Regions from separate parts of the Hordeum vulgare genome. Here region 2 is linked to region 1. Evidence: chromatin contacts called from public Hi-C data. All regions are on one chromosome and are shown on one strand. The core of a region is the stretch at or near the end of the contact, and the rest is flanking DNA. Distances in the headings are between cores, read along the strand shown. Region 1 holds the start of LOC123395816. Region 2 holds the start of LOC123398582 (probable glucan 1,3-beta-glucosidase A).

Region 1 (6,540 bases), core at 3,362-5,861:
GGCAAGGATCCACACATGTTTTTGTTATGTTCAACATCTTGATTGGGGCTACGTGACGATGACGACGATGATGTCCCCAACGGGAACAAAGTCTCCCACATCTGATCCCCATCCCGCTCGTGTGTCTAGCATCGTCAAAGGGGATGTTAAGATGTGTCTCCCCTGTATCTCACAGGATTCAATTGGTGTTGGTCTTCGGTCGATTTTTTTGATCCAGTCTTTATTCGTGTGGTTGAATGTTTGATATTTTCAGTCTATGATTCTCTTCACCGATGTTGGTCGTTACTCTGGAGCGAGGGGGGGGGGGGAGGGGGAGGGTAGCACGATGATTTTTCGATTGTGTACTACAACAAGGTTTACCAACCCCAGTTAAGAAAGAGGCGATGACGGCGACACGTCCTCGGCTCGCTCGAGTGCTTGGAGTCCTAAGTAGGTGATCCATGAATCTGTTAGCAGTTTTGTTAACTGTCATGTTCTTTGTACTGTCATAATTGATTATAAATAGATTGAAAGTTTCTTCGGGGAAAAGAGTGTATGTGCGCGCGTGTGGTCTTTGTATGTGTGAATTATTTGTTATTCCATAGCAAGGTACATGTAATCAACTACTAATTGTCACCGCAAAAAAATCAACTAGTAGTTACAAATGTGGAGAAAAGAAAAGGCAATAGAAGTAATTTTGGCGTTAAGGCCTTTCAAGAAAAAACTTTGGCTTTCAAGGAAGCTGTCATATTTGATGTTAACTCTTCGTGTAAAATTAGGTAGTTTACATTGAATTTGGATGAATCGGAGAGTCAAACCGCTAGCGATAATTCCAAAGTGAAATACAAGTTTAAAGTATCACATAGTTTCACAACATGGACCATCGTTGAAGGACAAGAAAGCAGAGAGTGGATATTTTTGCTCTCGGGCTCCATGGAGCCCAAAATTTCCAAACATTTTTTTAAACCTTTTAAGTTTAAAAAAAAATTAAAAATAAACACAAAAAATTATAGATTGATGTGTCTGAAATTTCATCACAAAATACGTTTTTTATGGCCTGTACAAAAAACAAAATCGTGTAGAGTAATTTTATAGTGAATAGTATATGTGCTAGAAATACATGATTTTGTTATTTTTGTGAGCTCGCATAAAAAGCATTTGATCGTGCAACTTTGTAGACAAACAACATACATCCATATGTATATGACTATATGTGCATTTTTTTCATATTTTTTAAAACATAAAATTTTGAAGTTTGAAGTTTTCAAATAAAGGGCTCCATGGAGCGCGAGCTCCATTAGACATTTCCTAAAAAACATCACTATATTTGAGGCGGAAGTTGCAATTTTCGCATAGGAAGGTTACAACTCATAAAATGAAGATCGTAAATGCATACCACAAGTATAGTGCTCAGGAACTCATATTTGTGATCTTCATTCACCATATCATAGAAAAACGAATTACTTACATTTTCTTTGAGTGATGATAGCTGCACCACGGATGCCCGTATGTTCAAGAAGTTCATACTTCATATACCAGATGAAAGATCAAAGAGAATTAGAGCACTTGAAACAAAAAAACAAGATGTACAACAACACTGCATTCAGTCAATCTTATAACAAGCATATGCAGCACAAGTCTTATTTGAACCCACTTTATATATATTCTCTGCTTGTTCCTCCTCCCTATGTCACAACAAACAGTTACGGTGCCAATATCATTCCGCCACGGGAAGACTTTCACCTAGTCATTGTGTTGAAAACCAGGAAGAAGCGACGCGACGAACCCTACAACGACCAGCTGGACCTCTTTCAAGATGCCGCCGAGCCAGCTGCGCCGGTTTGCTTCTCCCTCCGCCCCTTGCTGGTTCTCATCGCCCGCTGCTGCCCCTGGTTCCTGGTTCTCCGCAGCTTGGTCAGGGTTTGCAGGGTCTACAACACCTGAGAAGCAGACAGTAGATCGATATACAAATTAATTACACAGACACTGCCTAATAAATAGAACATTTATGAATAATTGTGGCCCTTGTTAAAATAAAGATATTACTAGTAATTATGGTAAATGCTTGACAACCAGAAAATATATGACATATTACAGCAATAAATATCATTTCATGTGCATTGTGCACGGTCAGCATGATAAGACAGCTTCCACATCCATCCTACTTATCAGTGCTACTGATGGCTACTTTGTGATATTTATATAACTTAAGATCATGCAAATGTTTTCTGCCTTGTAAATCTTGAAGAACAAAATATCAAGCTCCACTGAAGTGATAGTAGTGAAAAAGATACTTATATAATGTCATGGTCATGTTTAGAGGTACACAGGAGTGCGTCTGGTGTTTGAAATACAACACACAAAGTGCATAGCAGCAAATTATGGAGAGTAAAGGACAGCTACCAGGTAGCTGATCATTGCCATCATTCTGGGCAGCCAGAGGAGCACGGTTAGCAGGAGCCTGTGGCGGACGAGCGGCCACACCTCCCGCTCGCTGGAGCCATCTTAAGAAAGGTGTAACTGCTCCAGTTTGATATCTGGAGGAAATGAAACCCATGGTTATCTAGCCACAACAGAGAGGCTATACAAGAATATAGAAAGCAATGAAGCATCAAAGTCAAAGTAAGCCAAAAACTCACAGGTAAATCATGGAGGCAAACAATATGAGAAGAAACAGTCTTTGTTTTGATCCTTCTTGGCTAAACAAAAAGACCACTGCTGCTAACTTGATGATCAGAGCCAGGTCAAGCTGAAAAGCAAAGTGAAACCTCCTCACAACAACTTGTCTTTGAGGGCCATTTTGCTGCCTAGCATCCTGTCCTTGCTCTTCACCAGCCAATGCACCGACGCTTTCACTTCTAACACAAAACAATTGAAGAAATAAGTAAAGAGAGTACAACCATGGTGCTTTTAACTGGCCACAATATTCCTGAATCAAGATAAGAAGACAATTTGAGATAGTAGAGAACTGCATAGGCTTTGCCAACCTATCAACGAAAGAGTACATCTTCATTAAACCGCCGTATATGCAGGTGTGTCTAAATTTTCTATGGATTCACTTAAACTTACAGCAACCAAAGCAATAATTAAGAAAGGTTCAAGTAAATTTACTTGAGCAGATAGGATATTGCCATGCTGCTAAAATTCTAAAGCAAATTAATCATTTATGGAAAGCACCACTGTAATTAACGCAAAAGATGCCTGGTATTCTTGGAGTCATGTTATTATGGCTTATGTCCTATTCTAAGATGAAGTCACCATATGTGCTATAGCAAACTAGAACCTGTAGTATAAGAAAGACCCCGAAGTTTGCACATTGCCTCCGATTCTTTATGACAACTGAAGAGATTTTTGTAGATACCCAAATTGGCAGGGTTGTGCACTAAACAAAGCTTAAATAAAACTGAAGAATGTGTAAGGGATTTCATGGAAAAACATCCCAACCAAAGGTCCAAGACTTAATCAACTGTTTCATGAATCACTCAGCTAGCCACTGTCACCCTTAAACATGGCATTTTATTCTGTTCTGTTGTCATAGATCTGCTTTTGTTCTGAAAAGATTTACGAAAGTCAACAGATTAAAGAATATGGATCTCAAGATAGATCTTGCAAACCTCTTATCACACTAATTGCACATTCCCAACGAAACCATTTCAAATATTTCAACAGCATGCCGCTTGTGAGGTTATATATGATCACATTATGAATTGACCTTCAGAGAAATCACTGCCATAGGAACAAACAACTCACGTTGGTATATTGTAAGCGAGCGGTATGAATGTCTTTGGAGCGTAGCCTCCCATCGCCCCCATGAACTGATTCTCCTGTATGGCATATATCCCTGGACGCTGAGTCTGGTCATCCATACCCTGCTGGGGGAACATCCCTGGCATAAGCATCGGGTACATGAGCGGAAACATCGGAGAAGCGGCACTTGGAGCGCCGACCTGCATTATAACAGGCAGAAACAATGCCAGATATCACCACAAGGCAGCATACCACAGGGCACATGGTATTTACGAAACTTGAAGCAAAAACAGTGTGTATAAAGATCAATAGATTAAGGCATTCAGCACAAAAGTGCTCCCTCGAGTCTTGAGTTCTCAATAGCATTGGTACGCGCTAAAACTATAATAGGGAGAGTCAAATCCACCAAAGGCGAGGCCAAAACGAGCTTTTAACTCGTGCATCAGCTGCAAGCCTGCAACGAAACCTTGACCGGATCGCCGCCGGTACGACCCAAAAGGGGCGGAGATTCCTACAGGGTACCGCCGGCCTTCCCCCACGGAACCCACGAGAATCACGCCTCGGAACTCACTAATTCCGCCTCTGGAACACGGGCACGCCCTGAATCTGAGCGCCGTGGGGGCAGGGACCCGGCGTCCCGCTACGCCACAGCTCCACGCGCTGTGCACGGGCGAAAAGAAGAAGGCATGAAATTGAAGGGGCGGGGAGAAGGGCGCTGACCTGGGCCGACCGGATCGGCTCGCCCGACGCCTCCACCGGCGGCGAGGGGGAGTGCGCGTTGCTCTGGGCTTGGGCGTCGGCTTCCGCCATGGGAGACGAGAAGGGGGGAGGGGTCTGTCTGTCTGTCTGTCTGTGGGTGGGGCCTGACTGCCTTGGGTGCGGTACCGAGGCGATCTGAGGGAGGAGCACCCTCTTGTTTGTGGGCGGATGTACGGCTCGGATTTGCGGGTGCACGTCATGGAGCGGTGCGCGCCGTCCGTTGGGTGTGATGGTCGATGGTCTTCTCGCGTCGGCCTGAACCAACACGCCAGGGTGGACCGGTGATGATACTGCCCTGCGGACGCAGCTTCAATGACCTGATCAAGCCAAGTCCCACGGTAAGCCCCCTTTATCAGCCATCCAATATATATCCGACGTACCAGATTGATTCAAATTTTATATAATTTTTTAAAAGTGTTCAGAAAAATTAAAAAATTAGAAAAACATAAATGTTTCGTTTTGTATTTCGTGTTCAATCCATTTGAATGTGTCATTTATGAATAAACAAAGGAAAAGTTATACACGTCTTCGAGCGACTTGAGAGACTGTCATTCATAAATGATACATTCAAGTGGACAAAAATTTTCACAGAATACAAAACAAAATATTTATGGTTTATTGAAACTTTTTCAAAAATTTCTGAACACTTTTAAAAAAGGTATGAAATTTGAATCAATCTGATACGTCGGATCTATATCGGGTGGCTGATAGAGGAGGCTAAGTTGCAGTGAGACTTGGCTTCATCAAGTCACTGAAGCTGTGTCCCTGCCCTGCTCGCTCTTGCTTGCATGGGATAGAAAAGTTCAAAACACATCAAAAATAACAAAAATTACAATCATATCTATAAATCACCTAACAACGACTGCAAGCACCGTAGCACTATTAGCGGAGTGCCACATCCAATAGATTATGAACTCTTGGAAAGCCTATAGTATCACTTTAACTTCTTCAATAAGCAGCTCCGCTGTAGAAAGGTTCTTTAACATGATGTGCATCACTCCTTTGGAGCCGAGCTCAATCACGAGCTTCGGGACCTTGATCTCAACTGCGAGTTGCACCGCATGTCAATAAGTCAAGATCTACGTGAGCTAAAGGTTACTCCACCTCGAAACGCTTCACTATGGTGGCTAAGGACGACACCACCCCTTTCTTTCCAAACATGGACGTCGTGTAGTCCGAGTTGGCTTCCATTCATTCTAGTTCCGGTGGGATTCAATGCTCAGCCGACACCGGAGAGGGAATCCTGATATGGGACTCTTGGATGGATTGCCATTCATACACGAAGTTTATGACGGAGTTAGAGCATGTCTAGTAGAACCCTCAAACCCTTAAATCTAAAATCAGTTTTAAGGGTTGAGAATTGATCATTTTTAACACTTTTAATGGTTGAAAAATAGGGGCAAAAACTAGAACCCTCAAACCCAACCCTTATAACAAAAACAGGGGCAAAAACAGGAGAGCTCGGTGCAAAAACGGTTTGAGGGTTGGGGTTGTTTTCGCTCCCCGACCCTTACTTTTACAGGTTGGAAGGGGGTATAAGGGTTGGATCCTTAAATTTCTTTAAGGGTTTGAGGGTTAAGGGGTTCTAGTCTACGGCTTTTTTTCAACGAAAACTGTAAAAAAAAAAGCAGTTATTTTTAATGATTTGAGGATTTAAGGGCTCTACTAGACTTGCTCTTAACAATGATACGCGGCTTGGCAGTACCACTAGTAAAAAACGGAGCTTTCGTTCTAGCCCGATGAGAGCAATAGTCCCGGTTGCGTTATGAACTGGGATTAATGTGAGCATTAGTACCGGTTCGAACGGCTAAGAACGGACGGGGGCACGACCATTTTTTGTCCCGGTTGGTGTGGGACCTTTAGTCCCGATTGGTGATACCAACCGAGACTAAAGGGGTTGCGGCAGGAGCGGTACCCTTTAATCCCGGTTGGTGTCTCTAAACGGGACTAAATGTCTATCTTTAGTCTTGATTTTAGACACTAGTCGGGACTAAAAAGTAATATATATATATATATACAAATTTTATCTACCACCGGTGGTAATTACCACCACTT
Region 2 (6,869 bases), core at 1,983-4,482, 350 kb after region 1:
GCCGACAAACGGTACGTCGCGCTAAGTCCTTGGGCATCTCCAGGCCGACTGCCCCAATCATTATGACGTCAAACCATGAGGCCCTGGTCGGCGAGGAGTGACGTCAAACCAAACGACAGTGCTTACTAATAGCATATCTAAGAGCATCTTCAACAGCGGCATAAACAAACGTGCGCGTGGTAAACTGCGTTTTTAGCTCGTGCGGGACGAAAACGTGTGTTGTGAACATGAAAAATTAGCGCGCTGCATACAATTAGACGCGCGTGGGAGAAAGCGGACGGCCGCGTGTCAGATTTGGCGCACCGCTTCCGGCGCGCCTATAAAATGTGATGCTCGTCACGCGGCTGTCCATCGCCCTGAACACTGCCACGCGCGCTCTGCTGCTTCCTCGCCGCTGCCTCTGTCGCCCCGCCACCGACGCGCCCCCACCGAGCCACCATGCCGCCGTGGATCTTCGGGCTACCACGACATCCGCGAGCGCCCCTCTGGCGCCTACTACGCCGAGATCCGGTCCGGCGACATCCGCCTCGGCTTCGGCACGTTCGAGACCTCGCACGAGGCCGCCTGCGCGTACGACGCGGCGGCGTGGTGCCTAGATAGGCCTCGCGCGCAGATGAATTTCCAGGACGTCTACACGCGCAAGCAGGCGCAGGACCTCGCGCCCTCCGCCTCGTCTGATAACAAACCAGGACTGTGAGGACCACCGTCGGCGGCAGTGCCGCCTCCTCATCACCGAGGAGGACGTGCGAACCATGGCGGAGTGGCGCCGGCACCACCCGGAGGACGTCGCCGCCGAGAACACCTTTTGGGCGGAGAGGACGGCAAGACGCCGCGAGGAGCGGGATGACAGGCGTCGGCGTAAAGCACTGGCCATATCGCAATGCGAGGTCGTCAACAATGGTGGGACGTCGTTCTTCGGGAGTGACGATGGACGTTGAGATGATATTTGGCTCGATACCTCAGACACCGAGGATGATGATGATGAGGAGGAGGATGACATGAAGTAGGTTCTCGTAGTTGCACAGTACTTTTTATCTAGTTGCACCGTACTTTTTATCTTTCTACACGATGTATCGTTTTATCTATGTTTTGTGAAATATATATGTATCGTTTTATCTATCTATCTATGTATGAAATATCTATGTATATCTATGTATTGTGCGAGAACGCACACGCTGTATTTTAGCGTGCCTGCTGAAGCTAGACGCGCGTGCTGCATTTTACAGCGGCCGCTAGAGCCAGCGCTGGCCGCCACGCCAAAACAGACGAACGACGTGCCACAAACTCATTTTTAACGCGTCGCGCGTTCGACGGTTTTTGGAAATGCTCTAAAGAGCCGCTAACTTAGCCGCGCGCTGGAAAAAAATCAGATTATTGCGTCAGGGGCTATAATGGGCGTTCCAACGGACACACAAGAATCACGTGAGCGGTATAGTTGGTTTAACGTGTGGAGGAAAACGGCATCATGGGCTGACTATTTCGTGCGTCCGGTTCCGCACGCTCAACAGTAACGATTCACGCGCGAGCAACCAACTACAGCCCAACTTCTCCAGCCTTCGCCTTGCTCCATGTCGTTGCCAAAGAAATTCGTTCGATGGAAGGCGGCGTCCCTTCACCCCTCCCTACACCCGTGACCCCTCTGTCGCTGTCGTCGCCGCCACCGCAAAACCCTAGCACGATGTTGAGCTTCGGCATCGCCGCCGGCGCCCCTTTTCCAAGCAGCGGCCTCACATACCTTCTCATGAGGAGGAAGAATCATCTCTAGAACAGGGTGAAGAATAGGAGGAAAAAGAGGAGGTACGATTATTGATGTGCCATTTGGTATTTGAACTTTTATTTATCATGAATTTGGTTGGATGATTTTAAACTATGTTATGTTGCTTCAATGCATAATTTTTTATGTTTGAAAGATCATCATATTGTCAAATGGTTATGTGTTGTTTATATTTGTCAAGCGCCCGCTGTTCGCGCGTGCTGCATTTTGCAGCGCCTACAGGAGCTATAGCGGCGCGCCATATTTTATAGAGTCCGTTGAACCAAATGCCCTTCCGCTCGTTAAAAAACTATTTCAATGTTGTATATTATTGGCGCTAGCACGCGTCTGTTGAAGATGCTTTTAGCTCGGTATTCTTCAACAACGACACAGCGTGCGAGCAGTGCTACATATCGCGGGTTGTCCCTGAGTATAAGGTGTTCAAGGAAATGCCACATTAAGATAATCCCTGTTGACCTAACATTTAGCAAAAGACACCTTGAAAAAATTAACCAGGGTGCTTTTTGCAAACAAAAATGCCGAGTCGGTAGGACAGCTCGCCTCCTTTAACCAGTATGTCACTTTTTTGATAAGGGGCGCTTTATTACTTAAAAGATTTAAGTAGTACACCCTACCTCTGCATAACTAAAATGCACACAGCCAATAAACAGTTCATTCATAAAAAAAACGAAAATAACAATGAGAGGCGCAATACACAGAAAAATCTATAGTCTCTAGAATGCCTAAGTCCTAAGGGGGCCAATGCTAAGATCATGCTCCCACCCATGTTGGAAAAGTATCCCACATCCTAGCTTCCAATCGTGTACACGCCTCCGTAAACGTGTTCCGATTCTCCGCACGTTATAGAGATAACTATAAACGAAGCGTCCTGGTACTGTAGATAACTTGTATAAAAGAAGTACTTTTCCCATTAAACCAGTATGTCACATGTTTACTCGTACAATGGATTCACATTTTAGGAGAAGACTGATCAAAGTGCCTGTCTTGTGAGAGACTTCTTGTGCGTTTATTTATAAAGGTATTTTGAACATTAGAGAGGTTGCCACGCATTTGCATATAGGCTTGAATCGATCGAATATCCATGGATTGCTTGATGTATACTCCCTCCGTACCTAAATATAAGTCTTTTAAGATATTTCACTAGATGTCTACATACGGAACAAAATGAGTGAATCTATACCCTAAAATATGTATATATATATACATCCGTATATAGTCCATTAATGAAATTATTAGAAAGACTTATATTTAGGAACGGAGGGAGTATATATATAGTATCAATATAAGCAACGGCGCAGCCAGCGTTGATATGGGTTCGGTTTGAACCCGGCAAAATTTGTCAAACTTAATTCATGATAGTCGCTAACTTTGACCCACGAGATTGTCACCGAAGAAATAAGAATTCGAACATCCCAATTATTAATCACCAGTACGTCATCATCGCCTATACAAGCTTTGCAGAGCCCAGCAGGGCAGGGCACAGCACCGATCGAGTAACCGATCGAGGCCGGTCGATCGAAAGCAGCAGTACGTACGCAGCAGCCAAATGAGGAGCCGCCTCTCCCGCTGCTTCTGGCTCCTCCTGCTGTGCTACTGCTTCCTCTCCCGGCGCGCGGCGGCGGCTCCTCGCCTCCCCGTCCGAGCGGTGAACCTCGGCGGCTGGCTGGTGACGGAGGGCTGGATCCTGCCGTCCCTCTTCGACGGCATCCCCAACAAAGACCTCTTGGTAATCAACGTCGTAGCTTTGCATACGTACGCGCGCATACACGCCAGCACATGTGGGAGGTCGCCGGCGCCGCCATGTCTATCAGCTGTTTTCAGTTTCTTGACCCGTTAGCGCGCGGCGTACGTACGTACAGGACGGCACGCAGCTGCAGTTCAAGTCGGTGACGCAGGACGGCTTTGTGGCCGCGGAGAAGGGCGGCGGCGCGGGGCTGGTGGCGAACCGGTCTCAGGCGTCTGGCTGGGAGACCTTCAAGCTATGGCGGATCAACGAGACGACCTTCAATTTGAAGGTGTTCGGCAACCAGTTCGTCGGCGTCCAGAGCGACGGCTCGGTGGTGGCCACGGCGATGTCGCCGGGAAAGTCGGAGACGTTCCGGTTAGTGCGCAACGCCGGCCAGAACAGGATGCGGATTATGGCGGCAAACGGGCTCTTCTTGCAGGTAAGGTTAAATGAAATATACGGGCTCTCACTATTTATATTTGCCAAACTGGTAACAAGTAGAGACGTTCAAGTTTAGTGAGAGACGTTCAAATATAAATTTACATGTTTGTAGACGTTTAAATTTGCTACCCACAAGGCACAACTCATATTTAATTTGGAAATCAGTGAAACCAAGTGAAAACTATATTTTAAATGTTTTAAAAATGCTGAAAAAAATACAGCATGACAGAGAGCTAACGTTCTACAAACATGTAAAGTTGAAATTAAGTGCTAATCTCCCAGCATATCTCAACAAAATTGCAACAACATACATGAATGCATCGTTACTAATCCACCCTAGAAAGAATGATCGAACGCCAGCATAAGAAAGAAATTATTCTAGTATGATTTACGTACAATTGCTTAAACATTTAGTCAGCATGTACGTACTTTTCAAAACCGGTAGTGGACTCAACATGCGCCTCCAATGTTGACTTGTCTAGGCGTCTAGGGTATTTGACTAGTACAACAATAAGTTAGAAAGCTCATTCTCTTCCATACAAACTTCAAGTCAAATTCCATTGATGGCAGGCGAACAAAGACAGCTCGGTGACAGGAGACTACGGCAAGAGCACAAGCTGGGGCGACGATGACCCGTCGGTGTTTGCGGTGACCAGAGTGACGGGGCTACAAGGGGAGTACCAAATCTGCAACGGATACGGGACGGCAAAGGCCACGCCAATTCTCAAGGTAAAGACATTGAACATGCATGCCCACTTGCTGATTGCTACTGTTTTAAATCAAAACAACATGGTGCATAGCACTTGCAGATTATGCTTATCATGATGTGGATATCACTGCCCTCGGTGGTTCCCCTCCACATTATTTGTTTTTTGTGTACCATGTGACTCATGTCTATGCATGCCCACTTGCACAAGGATACAAGAAAGAGTAGTGGCCACGATAGTACAGCGAATGACTTCACCAGATATACTAGTTTCAAATAATTGCATAAAAAATTGGAAAGGAAAATTTTCATATGAGAAAAGAGATACAAAGTGTTTGGAGTTTGCAGTATAGTTTAACATTATAAACTGCTGTGGTTATAACTGGAAATAAGTACTCCCTTCCATCAATACTACTCAAACAGGTGTATCTAACAATGAAATACGTCTAGCTACATCCGTTTGAGCAACAAGTAACATGAATTGGAAGGAGTACCATTTCTCTCTCTCACTCTCTCTCTAAGTCATGAGTAAGTATCATCATTTTGTGAAACTTTACATGTTTGGCAGAATCACTGGAGCACATATATAGTGGAAGATGACTTTAGGTTCATCTCCGAAAACGGGTTGACAGCAGTGAGGATACCAGTGGGATGGTGGATTGCGAGCGACCCCAGTCCTCCAGCACCTTACGTCGGAGGTTCACTTCAGACATTGGATAAGGCATTCAAATGGGCAGAGTAAGCATGCTTCATTTTCTTATATTGGCATAATCTTGAGGAACATCAATAAAGCCTACATTATCTAATTATTTGTGGAATAAATGCTCTATCTTTTTGCATGGATAGGGAGTACAATCTGGGCGTCATCATAGACCTACACGCAGCTCCTGGGTCACAAAACCCCTTCGAGCACAGTGCCTCCAAGGACGGCTCGCAGGACTGGGGCACTAGCGCCGCTAACATCGCGCAAACTGTGCAAGTGATAGATTTCCTCGCATCTAGGTACGCCGCGAGCCCGAGCCTCCTCGCAGTGGAGCTGTTGAACGAGCCACTAGCTCCCAGAGCATCCCTGGAGAGCCTGAAAACATACTACCGCGATGGGTACAACGCCGTCAGGAAGCACTCGTCAGAGGCCTACGTGATCATGTCCAACCGGTTATCGTCCCCAGACCCGACGGAGCTCCTTGAGTTCGCCGGTGGGTTACCCAAGGCCGTCGTTGACGTGCACTACTACGTGTTGTTCAACAGCATGTTTGATACTTTTACCGTGCAGCAAAACATTGATTTCATCAAGACCAACTATTCAAGCGCTCTCAGCACTGTCACAAAGCAGAACGGTCCTCTCACCTTTGTAGGTAAGTGTAACTAATATTTTGGCCCCTTTTGGTTTTGGGGCATGGTTTTTTTGCTCCCATTCCTGCAAGACTTCGGCAAAAATGTGTGATGTGTCATGGATGATATTGTTTTCCACAGGCGAATGGGTGGCTGAGTGGCAGGTGCCCAATGCAACGAAGGAAGAGCTCAAAATGTTTGCAAATACACAGATGGATGTGTATGGAAAGGCAACGTTTGGATGGGCTTATTGGACTCTCAAGAATGTAAACAACCACTGGAGTATGGAGTGGATGATCAAGAATGGGTACATCTCCTAGAAAATCTAGGATATGTTTCCTACGTGCGCCACACGAAATAACTTTGTAGAACGACTGATGCATCTCTAGTAAAAAATGATTGAAGGTGAATAAATGTATTTCTATTATTTGGCCATTTTCTATACATGTCTCATTCCTTGAAATGTATGGCTAACTTTTTCCCGACATCTAGGCTTTTGGGTGAACTGTTGGTCCATTTTTTTAACACCCGACATCCCGACATCATGGCAGTCATGATGATTGTAGCATTTTTTTAAATCATCGGGACGGTTTTAACACCCCCATCCCGTTGGAAGATTAGGCAAGTTCATGATTAATTCTAATAAATAATTCATGACTAGAATAGAAGATAGCATGCAATACTCTATCAATCTTCAAGAGCAACCGAACATGCAGATCATCACTGCGCACGAAGTAGAAGCTATAACAAAGACATTAACAGATTATGAGTAACATATTGTTCGTTAGTTGCAGCAGGAACGACTGTGTTGACGATGATGTTGGTGATGATCTTCTGTTGATGGCGATGAAGACGATGATGAGTAGCACCGCCGGACTTGGACGGTAGAT

What was found. Hi-C and Micro-C count contacts between places; a contact is called where the count stands out from the background.
Region 2: a Hi-C map of seedling shows a contact between it and region 1, with 5 times the contacts expected there. The contact joins the promoter of LOC123398582 here to the promoter of LOC123395816 in region 1. A contact is called at or near these places in 2 of 6 Hi-C or Micro-C datasets (leaf and seedling).

Annotation. Positions count from the first base shown.
Region 1 is chr5H:30,499,219-30,505,758 of MorexV3_pseudomolecules_assembly, forward strand. It overlaps LOC123395816, which reads right to left and starts at 4,612. Exons shown (of 5, transcript XM_045090851.1): 1 at 4,447-4,612; 2 at 3,730-3,926; 3 at 2,619-2,837; 4 at 2,383-2,516; 5 at 1,567-1,919. The coding sequence starts at 4,536. The coding sequence ends at 1,723.
Region 2 is chr5H:30,854,916-30,861,784 of MorexV3_pseudomolecules_assembly, forward strand. LOC123398582 (probable glucan 1,3-beta-glucosidase A) reads left to right here and starts at 3,233. Exons shown (of 6, transcript XM_045093034.1): 1 at 3,233-3,500; 2 at 3,634-3,939; 3 at 4,512-4,670; 4 at 5,216-5,385; 5 at 5,494-6,002; 6 at 6,121-6,414. The coding sequence starts at 3,321. The coding sequence ends at 6,299.